Linked DNA regions of Mus musculus: regions 1 and 3 are each linked to region 2. The links are chromatin contacts, called in public HiCAR-type and HiChIP or PLAC-seq maps. All regions are on one chromosome and are shown on one strand. The core of a region is the stretch at or near the end of the contact, and the rest is flanking DNA. Distances in the headings are between cores, read along the strand shown.

Region 1 (4,312 bases), core at 1,716-4,215, 530 kb after region 2:
CGATGCTTCCTACATTTCTTAGCTCACTGGGGCTTTAATCTTACAAACCATCTACTGACTTTATTCATGCTAAGATTAGGGCATTAAGACCGGAGGAGATAGTTGATTTAGTCAGATGAGCACAGTTAGCGAGCCCCAGCTTAGGGATGGATCCCAGACTGTCTGGCTCCACTGCTTCTGTTGGGCAGTGTACCTTCCTATTCCGGGCTTGGTGTATTGCTAAGAAATCAGAATCACAATTTGGCATTATGGTTGGGACTTTAGAACAAATGACTAACAGAATAAAAGTTGAATAAAGGTACTGAAAATTCTTCCCCATTTTGTTAGAGGTTTGATTTACTATAAGGAGTTTGATTTCTTTAGTCTCCTTAATGGATTTTATGCCCGAGTTAGACTTCTTCACTCAGTTTTACAGTCTTAAATTTAAGATGGGCTATGCAAAAGAAGTCTGAATTTTTAAATAGAAAAAGATATTCACTTTGTGCCGATTAGAAGGGAACTTTTATATTGTCTTTTTCATCTGTTTTTCTTCCTCAATCACTAAAGAGTGTCATAAGGATTGTTTTTTTTTTAAACTAGCTTAAATAAGTGAAATTAATCATGGTTCTGTTAAAGCCACTATTAACTATGTGTGACTATATATGTCAGTATGTCATTTTTCTATTAATGAAGTGTCTTGTTTCTAAAATGCTTCTAGATTGGGTGGAATTTAGTCCATATGAGATTGGCATGGCAAAATATGGTACCTTTATGGCTCCTGACCTATTTGGAAGCAAGTTTTTTATGGGAACAGTTGTAAAAAAATATGAAGAAAACCCCTTGCATTTCTTGATGGGTGAGTGATCAAACCCTCTCCCTCTCTCCCTCTCTCCCTCTCTCCCTCTCTCTTTCTCAACTAACTTAAATTTGAATGCATTTGAAGTTACTGTTTTTCTCTTTTATTCTAGGTGTCTGGGGCAGTGCCTTTTCTATACTGTTCAACAGAGTTTTGGGAGTTTCTGGCTCACAGAATAAAGGCTCTACAATGGAAGAGGAATTAGGTATTGTAAAAGGCTTCGGATGATGAAAAGCTACACTGATAATTAACTATACTGATAAACGACTCACATATATGTGGAGAACATTAAATCTTCATAAGGATTTAATTCTGAATTCATCAGTAACTTGGTTGAAACAATTTAAGTGTTTCCTAAAAATCATGTCCAAATTATTGAAGCACTGTTAATGGCATTTCAGTTGTGAAATTTACAAAGATTACTCGTTGTTCCTAAGAAGAGCTTTACATCTGGCATTCGTTTCTAGCTTATCAGATGATTCTAGTACACACTACAAAAGCAAGAACAAAAAGCAGATAAATTAAGTCATGTCTTGTAAGCTAAAACTAATGGTTTTCTTTAAATCAAACATCCTATAATAATTCAAAAATGAGTGTTCCAAATCTTTAAAAAATAGACAACCTCTATGGAGAACTAGTGGATTATATTCATTATTAAAATAGAACTCTAGAAATATGTTTTTCTGGATGAATAAATTTGACTTTAAAAAGTGGTGCATATCATCATGATTTGCCCAGAGGTTTGAGGTCTATGCCCAGTAAGCACTATGTTTTGATGGACTGTGGAGTTCAATGCTGAATTAGAGATTTTGGGACAAGGATGTGGTTCCGTTTATAGAGCACTCCATAGTCTGCAACATCCTGCATTTGATCCCCAGGAACATGAACCATGGCATGGGGCACAAGTCAGAGAACTCCTCAGGACACATGAAATCCTGTTTCAGAAAGAAAACAAATAAGAATAATGAATGAGTGAATTTGGAGCCAATGTATCAGGGATCAGGGCTACCAGTCAATTACATCTTCCCCGCCCTCCTGTTCATGAAATATCTCTGGTCTGTTTGGAGAACACAGGATACAAAAAATGATATTTTAAAAATAATCAATTCATTTTAAAAAATGTATTTATGTAAAATGTTTATTTGCTTTCCCCGTCCCCCCCCCCCCCACCACCACCAATATGTGACCTTCAGCAATCATGGGCAATGGCTATCGACATAATGAAGCTTTATGCAGAAGAGACTCTAATTGTAACATGGCGTGGAGTACCATACATGTCCTTCTGAGTAGTAGTACTGTTTCTCCTCCTGAGAGGTTTTCTTTCTCTTGTTGATAGTTATATATAGCATGCAAAGATTCATTAGTCTATTCTTTAAGAGTTCCATTTGTTCATTTGGATCATTCCTAAGTAAGTACTGGGAAAGTGATTGTACCTTTTCATTAGGACCAACTATTTCTAAATACACATTAAATCAAGCAGAAAGGGCAGTTATAGTTGGTAGTACTTGGTCCATCCAAGCATCACTAAGTTAGGGGGCCGGCAAAGTGGGTAGTATCTGGAGCCAGAGGTGATCTTTAATAGAGTCACTATTTCTTCATGGTTAAAATATAATCAAAGTGTATAAAGATGAAGAAGGTCTGGGAGGCAGCCTCAGTGGTTGATAACTTATCTGGCATGTGCAGGGCCCTAGATTTGATCCCCAACATTATACCACCACCAACAGCAAATCGGGGTTCCCCACCAGAAGATTGTAAGATGACACCTTTAATCTGAGCTTTATAAGAAGATCTAGGTTAGCCTGAGCTAAAGTGTAGGGGTGAGGTAATCCTGCTTGGTTTATTTTAGTGGCATCCCTGGTAGATGACCTGTTCAACTTTAGTTTTGTGGAAACCACTGAGTCTTTTCTGAATCACACAAGTCTTTTCTGAACTACGTGAAGGTTTTTAAAAAGAGAAAGGAAAGCAGAGAGGGAGCCCACGCGGGTGGCCTGCTTCCTGTGTTCCTTCTCTGCTGAATAATCCTGATAACTCAGGTTAATTATTATTTTTTTCCTCCTAAGGCAGGAAGAGAATAGGGCTGAAATTACACATCAGAAGGTGGGCGAGACAATGGCTGCAGGCCAAGGAAAAGGAAGATGTTTACAGCGCACAGTGCTGAGAAATCTCTGTGGAGAAGTCCCCTCGGGGCCAGCAGTCTGGCCACTGGCTGTTTTGTGTCAGACTGAGGGCAGTGGATATTGTGTTCTTGGGCTCCACTGGTCAGCAGGAGGCATGTTAGCTCAGATTATGTAAGGGTTTCCAGAAATGAAACTGAAGAGGTGACTGAGGGTTCTCGAGACTTCTGGGGACTGCTTCATCCTTTGACTAAGTGGGGTCTCTCTTTTTAAGGGGCACCCAGAGGGGACTTGTTTGCCTGTTTGTTTGTCTGTTTGTTTATTTTTTACTCTATTACCTTAGTGAAGATTTTAAGGTGAACTGGAACCCTGATTAAATAACTTTAAATGAAATAATTTACTTGCTCAAAGAGTTGTTTGATGTGGGAAATTTTACTACTAAAGTGAGCTATGTAAAGATACCAGAGATGAGTTCAGATAAATCCAGTCAAGCTCTAAAAACATCCTTATAAAGAAAACAGTGCCATTTTCTTAAATTCGCTTACTAAATGCAGCCAAAGTAGGACATACCAAAGCCATAGAGACAGACAGGAGAAAATGTCTAAGGAAAGAAAAGTGCAGATAGCAAGCAGCAGAGCAACCCAAAGTGTATGACAACTGGGGTGTGTCTTTTTTACTACCCGCCTCTGCTGTGGAACAGAATTACTGCTGTCACAGTTATAATAGGAAAAGAAAAAAATCACATTTTGAGTATTTTATTTTGTTGAATTTTGTAGTTATAACTAATGCCAGTAAAAGTGAAATTTAACCTCTCAGGAATTTACTAACCTTTTCATTATGTAACTGTCCATGCATCTGCTATTTATGTGAGCTTAACAAATATAAAGAGAGAAATATGGGGAGCTGCATGCCACACCCCTTGGTTTTTTTTTTTTTTTTGAGCTTGCGTTTTCCCAAGTGGTTCTTGTGAGTAAAATTGCTAAATTTGGATCTAGTGTATTGAAATTGAATAAAAAAATATAGTCTTTTCTATTTGCTAGCAAAGAAAAAGAAAAAGTCACTACGAAGCATAGTTCACATGAACCAGCAGAAAGTCTGATTTTTCTGCAAATATTAATCACAAGAATAGTTGTCAGGTTTCACAAATTAGATGCATTTCCCCTGGGAAAAGGATGGTGAAATGTTAGACCAGCTTTTACCACTATGTTGATATTAAGGCTATGTAGTGCTTCTTAGCTTTCATGGCTGGTCTTAGTATGCTTTGAAAAGAAAAAAAAAGACAAATTATTCACATACTGGAAACCGACAGATGGTTTTCAGTGTTGGCAAAAAAAATCAGAAGTTAAATAAAGTGAGTACTTGT
Region 2 (4,574 bases), core at 1,069-3,568:
GCAAGTGTGATTTTCAAAGGTGTAGCTGGGCATCCAAGAACAGTTATAAAGATATAATCAAATACTTACTTAGCTTCTCAAGCTCCAGCCTCAAGTTCTGACACTCCCGGGTTTCAGTGACAAGCCTCTCCTGACTCTGTGAGAGCCTCTTCTCTATCTCAAAGTATTGTTGTTCTACAAAAGACAAGTCCACACACTATGAATAACATCATGCACACGTGCCCTTGAAAGCAGTATTAATACCACTGTTTATTTCTTCTAATACTGACTGCAAAACTTAAGATACACTATTGGAAATTTTAATCTTAATAAACAGATTAAAAACTGAAAAGGACTTTCCTGTTATTCTTAACTGGCATATAAAGACAACATTGACTAAAAGAGGGTTCATAAATTAATTTCATCTAGGCAGGCAAGGTTGTATTTTCTCCAGATCTCAGGAGATTATTAAACATTTAAATATAAGTTACCTAATAAATAAAAATACTTAATTAAAAAGTGCATTGTTTTAAAGGGGTTAATGTAAAAATAATTTAAATGATGCCTAAATTTCTGTAAAAATAAACATGCAGACTTCCCACAAAAAGGGACTGCATTTGTCTACTTCATCCCATTATTGGGACATATAAATTACTCAGTATTGACTGTGTGTAAATTAATTAACAGAATACAGTATATTATACAAACTTCTTAAGAGTCACAAAATAACTGGATATTTTTACTTATCAACGTTGCTTGATAACTACACTTTATTGAAGAAAAAAATTAAATTAGGTGGAAATTTCTAATCAATCTACCATACTATAGACCCCATTCCCTCAATTAATGATAAACCAAAACATGTGACAAAAAATTCTGTTTTTTCTTTCTTTTTTTTTTCGAGACAGGGTTTCTCTGTGTAGCCCTGGCTGTCCTGGAACTCACTCTGTAGACCAGGCTGGCCTTGAACTCAGAAATACGACTGCCTCTGCCTCCCAAGTGCTAGGATTAAAGGCGTGCGCCGCCACCACCGCCCGGCTCTGTTTTTTAAATAACTGTTTTCTTTCTCCCAAGAATATTTAAGCTATGTCTCTAATTTCCTTATACAAAAGCAACGACAAGAACGTACAAGCAGATATTTTTATTATATATTTCCTATCAAGTCTCAACGCTCTGGGAGAACCACCATATATTCATTTATCGCATTTCATTGCTCTTTCTAGTACCGTCCTTTTGTATACAAATTCCTCATCGCGACCATCTACTGCATTATTAGATCACAGGGTGCTATACACACTAAAACAAGGCACTAAAGGGGGGAAATGGGTAAAGGCTTATAAATCCAGTTTAAAAACAAACAAACTGGGGGGGGGGCGCTTAACTGTCATTTAAAGTACAGCAAAACAACATTAGATTAGGATTGCATAGTCCTAAAAATCTGGTGCAAACTGGGCCAAATTCTCCAGTTTCTGTCGGTGGGCCCATTGAGGAGTTTCCACAGAAGACTACGCTTAGTAAAAGGAAACCGAGGTAAACGAAGGTGGATTTAGATCGGGGAGGATCCCCCCGCCCCCCGATCTAAACCACACAGCGGGGAGAAGAGAGAAGGCCTCCGCTGCACATGGAGCCTGAGAAGCTGCTACCTGAACACCTCACCAGGGAGAAGAGGGCAGGCGTGCAAAGGAGGTCGGGCCCCAGCTCCAGACCGGAGCGCGAAGAGCGTCTCCACACTTACCACTCTCCACCTTAAATTTCTCGTGCCGCCCCTTCAGGCAGTCGATCTCGGACTGCTGCTCGGCCAGGAACTTCTCAAGTTTGTTCTGCGTCGACTTCGGCAGTTTGTTCAGTTCCGGGCGCTCCAGCACTTGCTGCAACACCGCCGCCATGTCGGCCGGGATCGCGGCAACAGCCGCAGCGGCTGAAGGAGAAGCCAAGGAGCAAGGAGAAGCGCGGAGCCCAGCCGCCGGAGCCGCCCCGTCCGCCGCCTCGCTCGCGGTCTCTCGCGCGCCTGCCCGCCTGAGACTCCCGCGGCGGGACCCTGGGAAAGAGAGTCCCGCGTTAGGTGCAGCCAGAGCCGCGCCGCCGCGCCCTCTCTGCGCACGCAGCCACCGGGAGCTAGGCACGCTGGGAAAGCGAGTTCACAGCAGCCTCGGCCCCAGTTTTTTGGGGATTTCACCGGTTTCCAGCCCCAGAGACTCTTGGGAAATGTAGTGTATTTCTCACCCGCTTACGCGCGCTCAGGCCGCACCTCTCGCCCCACTTCCTTCTTTCTCCCCGCCCCCGGCTCGCCTCCTATGGCTGTGACGAGTGCCCGCGCGGGGGCGCTACATAAGTACGCAGCCACCCTCGTCCTTATCCCGGAGGAGCAAGACGACCTTACCGTCAAAACCCCGGGATGTCATGGGTACTCCTCTGTGGCCACTTCTAGAAGCCGAGCCACCAGAGGTCATGGGTCACGGCAGGGTGTCTCGACAGGCTCTGGGCTACCGCCACGATCTTAACGGTGCCCCGAGAGGGGCGGGGTGCAGGCCTCCCTCGCTTGGGTAGAAGAGCTGCGGAGATGGGTGCGGGACGGCTTGCGTCATCAGTCTGCACCCGTTGGGGCCGCGACCCGCGTTTGGAGTAGGAAGTGTCTCTGCTGTCGCTTTCTGATGAGATCATTGGCTGTGGACGTGGGGACCTGAGTGGCACCTGGCCTTTGAAGGTAGCTACTTGTACCCTAACTCGAGTTCTCTCGCTGACAGAAAGCTCCAGGGATTTATTTGCCACATGTGCACATTCTGAGATCAAGTTAGTCGGCCAAGGAATATGTGTGCACCCGGGCACCACCAGCTTCCTTTTCGGGGAGAAAAGAAAGGATTTAGGGACCATATGGAACAGTCAGTCACTGGTGCACACTCAAGCCCTGTTCGGAGGAGATTAGCTTAGTGTCAAACCTGGTACCTACATGCTTTTGTGGGTGTGAGGTACCGAATGACTTAGTGCGAAATTAAAGTAGTCTGGTTAATATTTTAAACAGAAAAAAAATCAAATTTTGTTGTTTATGTAGTAAGATGACATTGCAGGCAAATGTCTGATGTTGACGTTTTTAATTTTAACATTTTTAGGACAGTTTTATTGAGACACTTGTCATTTTGCCACAGTAACAGAACTATGTCTGTTTCCCGAACACGACTCAGCAATATCAGCGTGTACTTCGTTTCATGGCTGGGTACTTTTCTGGAAGAATTTGTTGCCTTTTGATTGAAAATAAGGAGAGCACATGCCTGTGGTGTCAGCTACAGGGATTAAGAGGTGGGGGGGTTATCATTCCAGGACAGCCTGTGTTAGGAGTCAGGCTCTGTCTTAATGAAGGGGATGGGAGGGATTAAATTAGTAGGAGATTCATAACTGAATTCACAAGCTGAAGAAGAGGACAGGAGATGAGAACAGGAGATGTTCCTGCAATGATTCAATTGAAGGGCTGAGTATCATTGCCACCGCAAGCAAAACAGATTGAGAGAACTTAAATCCCACCTTTCACACTCACTACTTTAGTCATTTGGAGGAGTTATTTAACATTTCTTTTTGATTTCTTTATGTATAAAACGGAGACGACAATAATAGTACTTACCGTGCAGGAATTTGTATTAAATATCAATACATGTGAAGTCCTTAGAAAAATGTCCCGTGTAGAATTGAAGCAATATAGATAATTGTCATTGCAGACTGGTTACCTAAGTGGCTGTTATTAGGAGTTGTCTCATAGCAGCAATCACACATTTGTGCCTTCCCACCTTGCACAATTTGTAGAAAACAGTCGTTTTACAGTCACTATTGGGTAAACAAATTTGAGTCTCTCTCCTCTTAATGAACTAATCAGAAATTCAGCTTCCATATTTTAGAAACAAGAATATCGAAGTTCACCAATAAATTGTCATAGAGAATGCAGCTAAGGAGTAGATCTAAAATAAGAAATTAGATGTGTTGAATGGTATCCTTATTTCCTTATCCCAAGAGTGAGAAGTAACTTTGCTTTCTCATGGCAATTGGTAATTATATTTGTTATTGTTGTTTTGTTTTCTTCCTGTGTCTTTCCAGGCAGGGTTTCACTCTTTAGATCAGATTGTCCCAGAACTCACTATATAGCTTTGGCTGGCCTCCAGCTCAAAGCGCCAAGTCTGTTTCATCCTCAAGGGTACAGCAATTCCAGGCTTGCACCACCATATCTGGCTGGGACTCTTGTTCCTTCTTTTCTTTTCTCAAAAGATTTTTGGATTTATTATCGTTTGGTGTGTATATTTGTGTGAACAAGCTACATGTGTGCAGACTTGAGAAGTGGGAGTCAGATTTCCTGGAGTTGCAGCTAAAGGCATTTGTGCACCTCTGGACTTGGATGCTGGAAACCGAACCCAAGCTCTGTGGAAAAGCAGCATGGGCTGCTAACCGTTAAGCCACCACTCTGGCCCCAAGGGAGTTCTTTCTTTCTTTCTTTTTTTTTTTGACAGGGTTTCTCTGTGTAGCCCTGGCTGTCCTGGAACTCACTCTGTAGACCAGGCTGGCCTCGAACTCAGAAATCCACCTGCCTCTACCTCCCAAGTGCTAGGATTAAAGGC
Region 3 (4,208 bases), core at 1,404-3,903, 600 kb before region 2:
GTATCCTATTTTTGACTCATATTTTGTCAAATCTTTCTGTGATTCATCACTTTGTCTGTCCCTCAATTAGATGACATTTTCAAACATGGCTGCTTCCTTTTACATTACTTGCTTACATTTATTGTTAGGGATTAAAGGTATATATTAAGGGCATGTCTGTTTTCCAGCCAGATCAAACTGCAATCTAGGTATGTCTGCATTCTGGCCAGATCATAGATCTCTAGAAGGTCTTTGGATGTGATCCCTTGCCAGTGCAGCCATGTTGCTAGATCAAAATTCCTCTACAGCAACCCAAGTACTGAGACAGATTACCAAGAGATCACCAACTACTGTACCTGAATTAGTGTGGTTATAGATTCAAAGTGAGACAACAAAGTTTTTAAAATGATTCAAATTGCACTCCTGGAGACAAATGGAAACTGTAACATTCATGATGAAATTACATGAGAGGAACCACTGGTGTATTACACAGTAAGGAATAGACTAAGAGAACATAAAGACATAGTATAGAAACTATTAAAATGAAACTAGGGAAGAAAGGGAACAATTAAGGAAAATGAACACAATGTTAGTGAGCAATGAAACAGCTTCAAGTGTCTCCTGCACACGTAACGTTTTTGAAAATGAATGTTGTGTCATAATTTTAAAGATATGTTTATCAATCAAGAGGACATAATACTCTCTGCACTTAGTTACAAACGTTCAAAAGGCACAAAGCAAAACCTCACAGAACTTCAAGAAGATTGACAGATCCACAGAGTCCTATATTTCAATACGATTCTCAATAACTGGTCACAAGTGGGCAGGAATCAGTAATGATATAGGAAATTTAACTTAATTAAGATTTAATTTTAATTTAAGATTTGTTTAACACAATTAAACAAATCTGTTTCACATTTGTTGAATAGTCAATTTACACAACACCACTCCCTTTCCTCCAAATGCATCTGGAACACGTATAGATCGTTTAATTCTGATTAGGTAACTGCCATGTTTCCTATTACAAGTAAATAAATTTTAAAAAAGGCAGGAAGAAGGTAGGTAGCTTGCTGAAGGTCACAGCTATTAAGCCCCATGCAGGACTTAGCACCTGGTTGTCTACACCCGGTGTAGAATGCAGAACTCTCCCACCTCTCTGAGCACCTGGAATAACTCAGGTCTCTATGACCTAGAATGAAATCCTTTTTAAATAAACAAAGGAATGGACTACTCAAATAGCATTCAACATTCTCTAAATACTACTTGGAAAGGAAACATGTTCCCTCCCTCTCCTCTCATGTTCCCACACCAGCCCAAATGGCCCGTGTGCTTCCTTTAAGTGACATGACTTATAGGTATCATAAAATCAAGTTCCACAGATGGTGGGTCTGAAAGAGAAGACAGTTGGAGATTATAAAAGGCTGGTGGGAGCTGGCCCTTTCTCAGGCTGCCCCATGCTAGAGGGTGGTCTCATACACACTCAAACCCAGTTTAAAGCTGCCCAAGTGCTGTACTTCGAATGCTTGCATCCAGACAATAGCCCCTTTCCTGGGGGAGGGGGGCGTATTTATTAAAGGGGAACAAAGAATGGTTAGCGCATGAATGACTTTCTTCGCTTACCTTCTGAAATCTGTTAATCCGGCTATAATGTATATAATGATTGCGACTTGGAAGAACATTGTAATGTTTTCCACCGTAAAGTTTCCTTAAGTTTTGGCAGGAAAATGTCATTGAGAGGAACAACATTTCAGTGGATCTTTGCCTGAGACGTGACACATAGTTGTACTGGAGGGTATGTGAAATGGGAATACTATCGCATCACCATGCTTCGCAGAGGATTTAGGCTGATCAGCAAAGTGAATCTTGATAACGAAATTTCAACTCCCCCAGAATTTTTTCTCCCCTCCCTTCCCCTCCCCTCCCCTTTTCTTTTCTTTCTTTAAAAACAAACAAACAAACAAACAGACAGACAGACAGACAGACAAACACTGCTCTTTCTATTGGACGTCAATGTTTTATTGATACCCAGTTTCCTTTCCCAGTTCCACAGCACAGCTAGGGACTTTGTGATGTCTCTTACTTTCCCCCTATCTCCTTCCATTCTCCTTTGCCTCTACAGCTCCCTCTCCCTGCCTCTCCCAACTCCGTGCCTTCCTCTCATCTAAACACTCCCCAAGGAAGATCAAAGAACCATCCATCCTGTAGCTGCAGCCTAGAGGAAAGAAAGCTCCAGCTCCCCCTTCTGGCGGGGCTGAATGTTGGGTTGAGGGACAGGAAGCTAGGCTGGGGCATCTTAGCTTCTGCACTTGGGGTGGGCTGGGGAATTAGGTGTTGTCTGAAGCAGCTTTGCACAGACATTAGGGGAAAAAACGTGCACCAATTCCCTTTGTGCTAGCTAATGTGATGCCCTTGAATTTGGGAGTGGGCCACACATTCCTGAAAGCCATTGTTTACCTTGGAGTTTTGGAGATTGGCTATAGCTCTGAAGGGAACACCAGAGCTGACTTTGCGAGCGCTTCCCCGGTACTGGAGAGACTTGGAACTCACAGAGGGGGAAAGTCGCCCTCCGGGGTGGGGGCTCCAGCAGAGGAGGGACGGCCGCTGGCCAATCAGAAGGAGAGGTCGCGCCGGGCTTCGCCTCCAAGGGGCTAGCTGTGGAAAGTTGGGAGGCTCAGTCGCTGGCCTGGAGCGCGGCGGCGGAGGCGGCACCGCAGGCTCGCAGCGTCCCCCAGGGCATGGACCCCGCGCTCTGCGGGCGCTCGGCTACTCGCAGCTCCCTGCACGCGGCCGCTTAGAGCCCAGGACCTACCCAGCCGGACAAAAGGCGCCGCATCCCTGCCCAGCCCAGCCCAGCTCCTGGAGGCAGCCGGGCTCCGGGTTGGTCTGCATCTCATTCTCCGCTCCAAAACTTTTGAGTTAGTTCAGAGACTGCAAAAGCCTGATGAGGCACCAGAGAGGAAGCCAGTCCTCTGCCTGCTGTTGAGGAGTAAGCACAGTGGTTAGGAGCTTAGGGCAAAGAGAAAAGCAGCGAGCAAAACAAGAAAAGAAAAGAAAAAAATGATTGCCCAGGAAGTGGTCCACACAGTATTCCTGGTGGCTCTTTTTCGTTCTTCCCTAGCTGGAGATGGGACTCCGCAGTCTGAGAGCAGGGCTGAGGAGATTCCTGAGGGGGCGTCCACGCTGGCTTTTGTGTTTGATGTGACTGGGTCCATGTATGATGATTTAGTTCAGGTTATTGAAGGGGCTTCCAAAATTTTGGAGACGTCTTTGAAAAGACCTAAGAGACCTCTTTACAACTTTGCTTTGGTGCCCTTCCATGATCCAGGTAAGGGGAATACTTACTCTCTGTATTTGTTGTGCTTGGTGATTCATAATTCTATTATTTCTTATGCTATGAATTTGTTATATTGTCAGAAAGTTTCAAAAGCATTTAAAAAAATGCAGCGGAATACGATAGTAACAAAGAATTGCCTACTGGCATCTGGGGTTATATCTCAGTTTAGCAAGGCTTAGCCATGGAGTGAGTAGATGGCTTGTTTAGGGGGATTAAACAGTGGTGCCCTGACCTGGAAATGTGGTCCTCTGAAGATGAGAACCAGGACTTTGTAGTAGCAACAGCAGCAAGCTCAGAGTTAACCTGCTTGCATTTTCAAGCTAAAGACTGTTTCAATTGCTAAGGCAGCCACGGGACAGGAATGGGGTTTTCAGCAGCAGGGCACTGAGCGCAAGCGAGCACACACTCTCAAGATAGCCTCACATGGGAGAAAATCAGACCTGCTGCAGGGCACATGAGCAAGTCTGTAAATAGCAGCTAGGATTGGAACTGGAGGCATGAAAATGAAAGACAGAAGCCATTCATTCTGTAACTGAATCTATTCACCGTGGCACCGGGTCATCATTAGTTAGATTCACCGATGTGTGTAAACAGTATGTTCATGTCTCAGGCGGTACAAATGCATGCAATTTGCTAGGTCTGTGCTCTTGAAAGGTAGTTGAAGAAAAATAGCTTTATGTTGTGCCCTGCAGCTGTGGCTTTCTGCTGCTGTACTGTAACATGATCCTATTTACTCTTTTGCAGTTTCTTTTTCAAGTAGCACCTCTCTGCGAGGCTCCTAGGAGCCCTCATTGTCATCGTGGAGGGTAGCATTACAGGGGGAGCCCCAGGGCTTACTGTCTTGTGTCCACCTGAGTTTCATTAGGCAAGTAGCCGCTCAGTGGAAGAAATAAAA

The links. HiCAR-type assays count read pairs that join an accessible place to other places. HiChIP or PLAC-seq counts read pairs in DNA pulled down with a chosen protein or histone mark.
Region 1: an H3K4me3 HiChIP or PLAC-seq map of neural progenitor cells shows a contact between it and region 2, with 13 read pairs. The contact joins the enhancer-like site here to the promoter of Odr4 in region 2. A contact is called at or near these places in 3 of 39 promoter capture datasets (the C10 cell line, the HPC-7 cell line and cranial neural crest) and 7 of 115 datasets of contacts at active chromatin or transcription factors (bone marrow-derived macrophages, embryonic stem cells, large pre-B cells and 3 more).
Region 3: a HiCAR-type map of astrocytes shows a contact between it and region 2, with 2.5 times the contacts expected there. The contact joins the promoter of Hmcn1 here to the promoter of Odr4 in region 2. A contact is called at or near these places in 1 of 484 Hi-C or Micro-C datasets (CD4 T cells) and 4 of 115 datasets of contacts at active chromatin or transcription factors (astrocytes, bone marrow-derived macrophages, embryonic stem cells and 1 more).

What each region holds. Positions count from the first base shown.
Region 1 is chr1:149,861,639-149,865,950 of GRCm38.p6, reverse strand. It overlaps Pla2g4a (phospholipase A2, group IVA (cytosolic, calcium-dependent)), which reads left to right. Exons shown (of 18, transcript NM_008869.4): 11 at 698-835; 12 at 948-1,040. Among named protein-coding and RNA genes, the nearest start is that of Pla2g4a, 97 kb to the left of the region's middle. Within about 2 kb of position 2,965, at least 67 of the 459 cell types and tissues checked have an H3K27ac peak or open chromatin away from gene starts, as enhancers often do. A contact at or near this core is called in neural progenitor cells, where this site is marked.
Region 2 is chr1:150,390,799-150,395,372 of GRCm38.p6, reverse strand. It overlaps Odr4 (odr4 GPCR localization factor homolog), which reads left to right and starts at 2,318. Exons shown (of 14, transcript NM_145511.2): 1 at 2,318-2,683. It overlaps Tpr (translocated promoter region, nuclear basket protein), which reads right to left and starts at 2,535. Exons shown (of 52, transcript NM_133780.3): 1 at 2,360-2,535; 2 at 1,715-2,017; 3 at 70-174. The coding sequence starts at 2,429.
Region 3 is chr1:150,991,880-150,996,087 of GRCm38.p6, reverse strand. It overlaps Hmcn1 (hemicentin 1), which reads left to right and starts at 2,653. Exons shown (of 107, transcript NM_001024720.3): 1 at 2,653-3,304. The coding sequence starts at 3,037.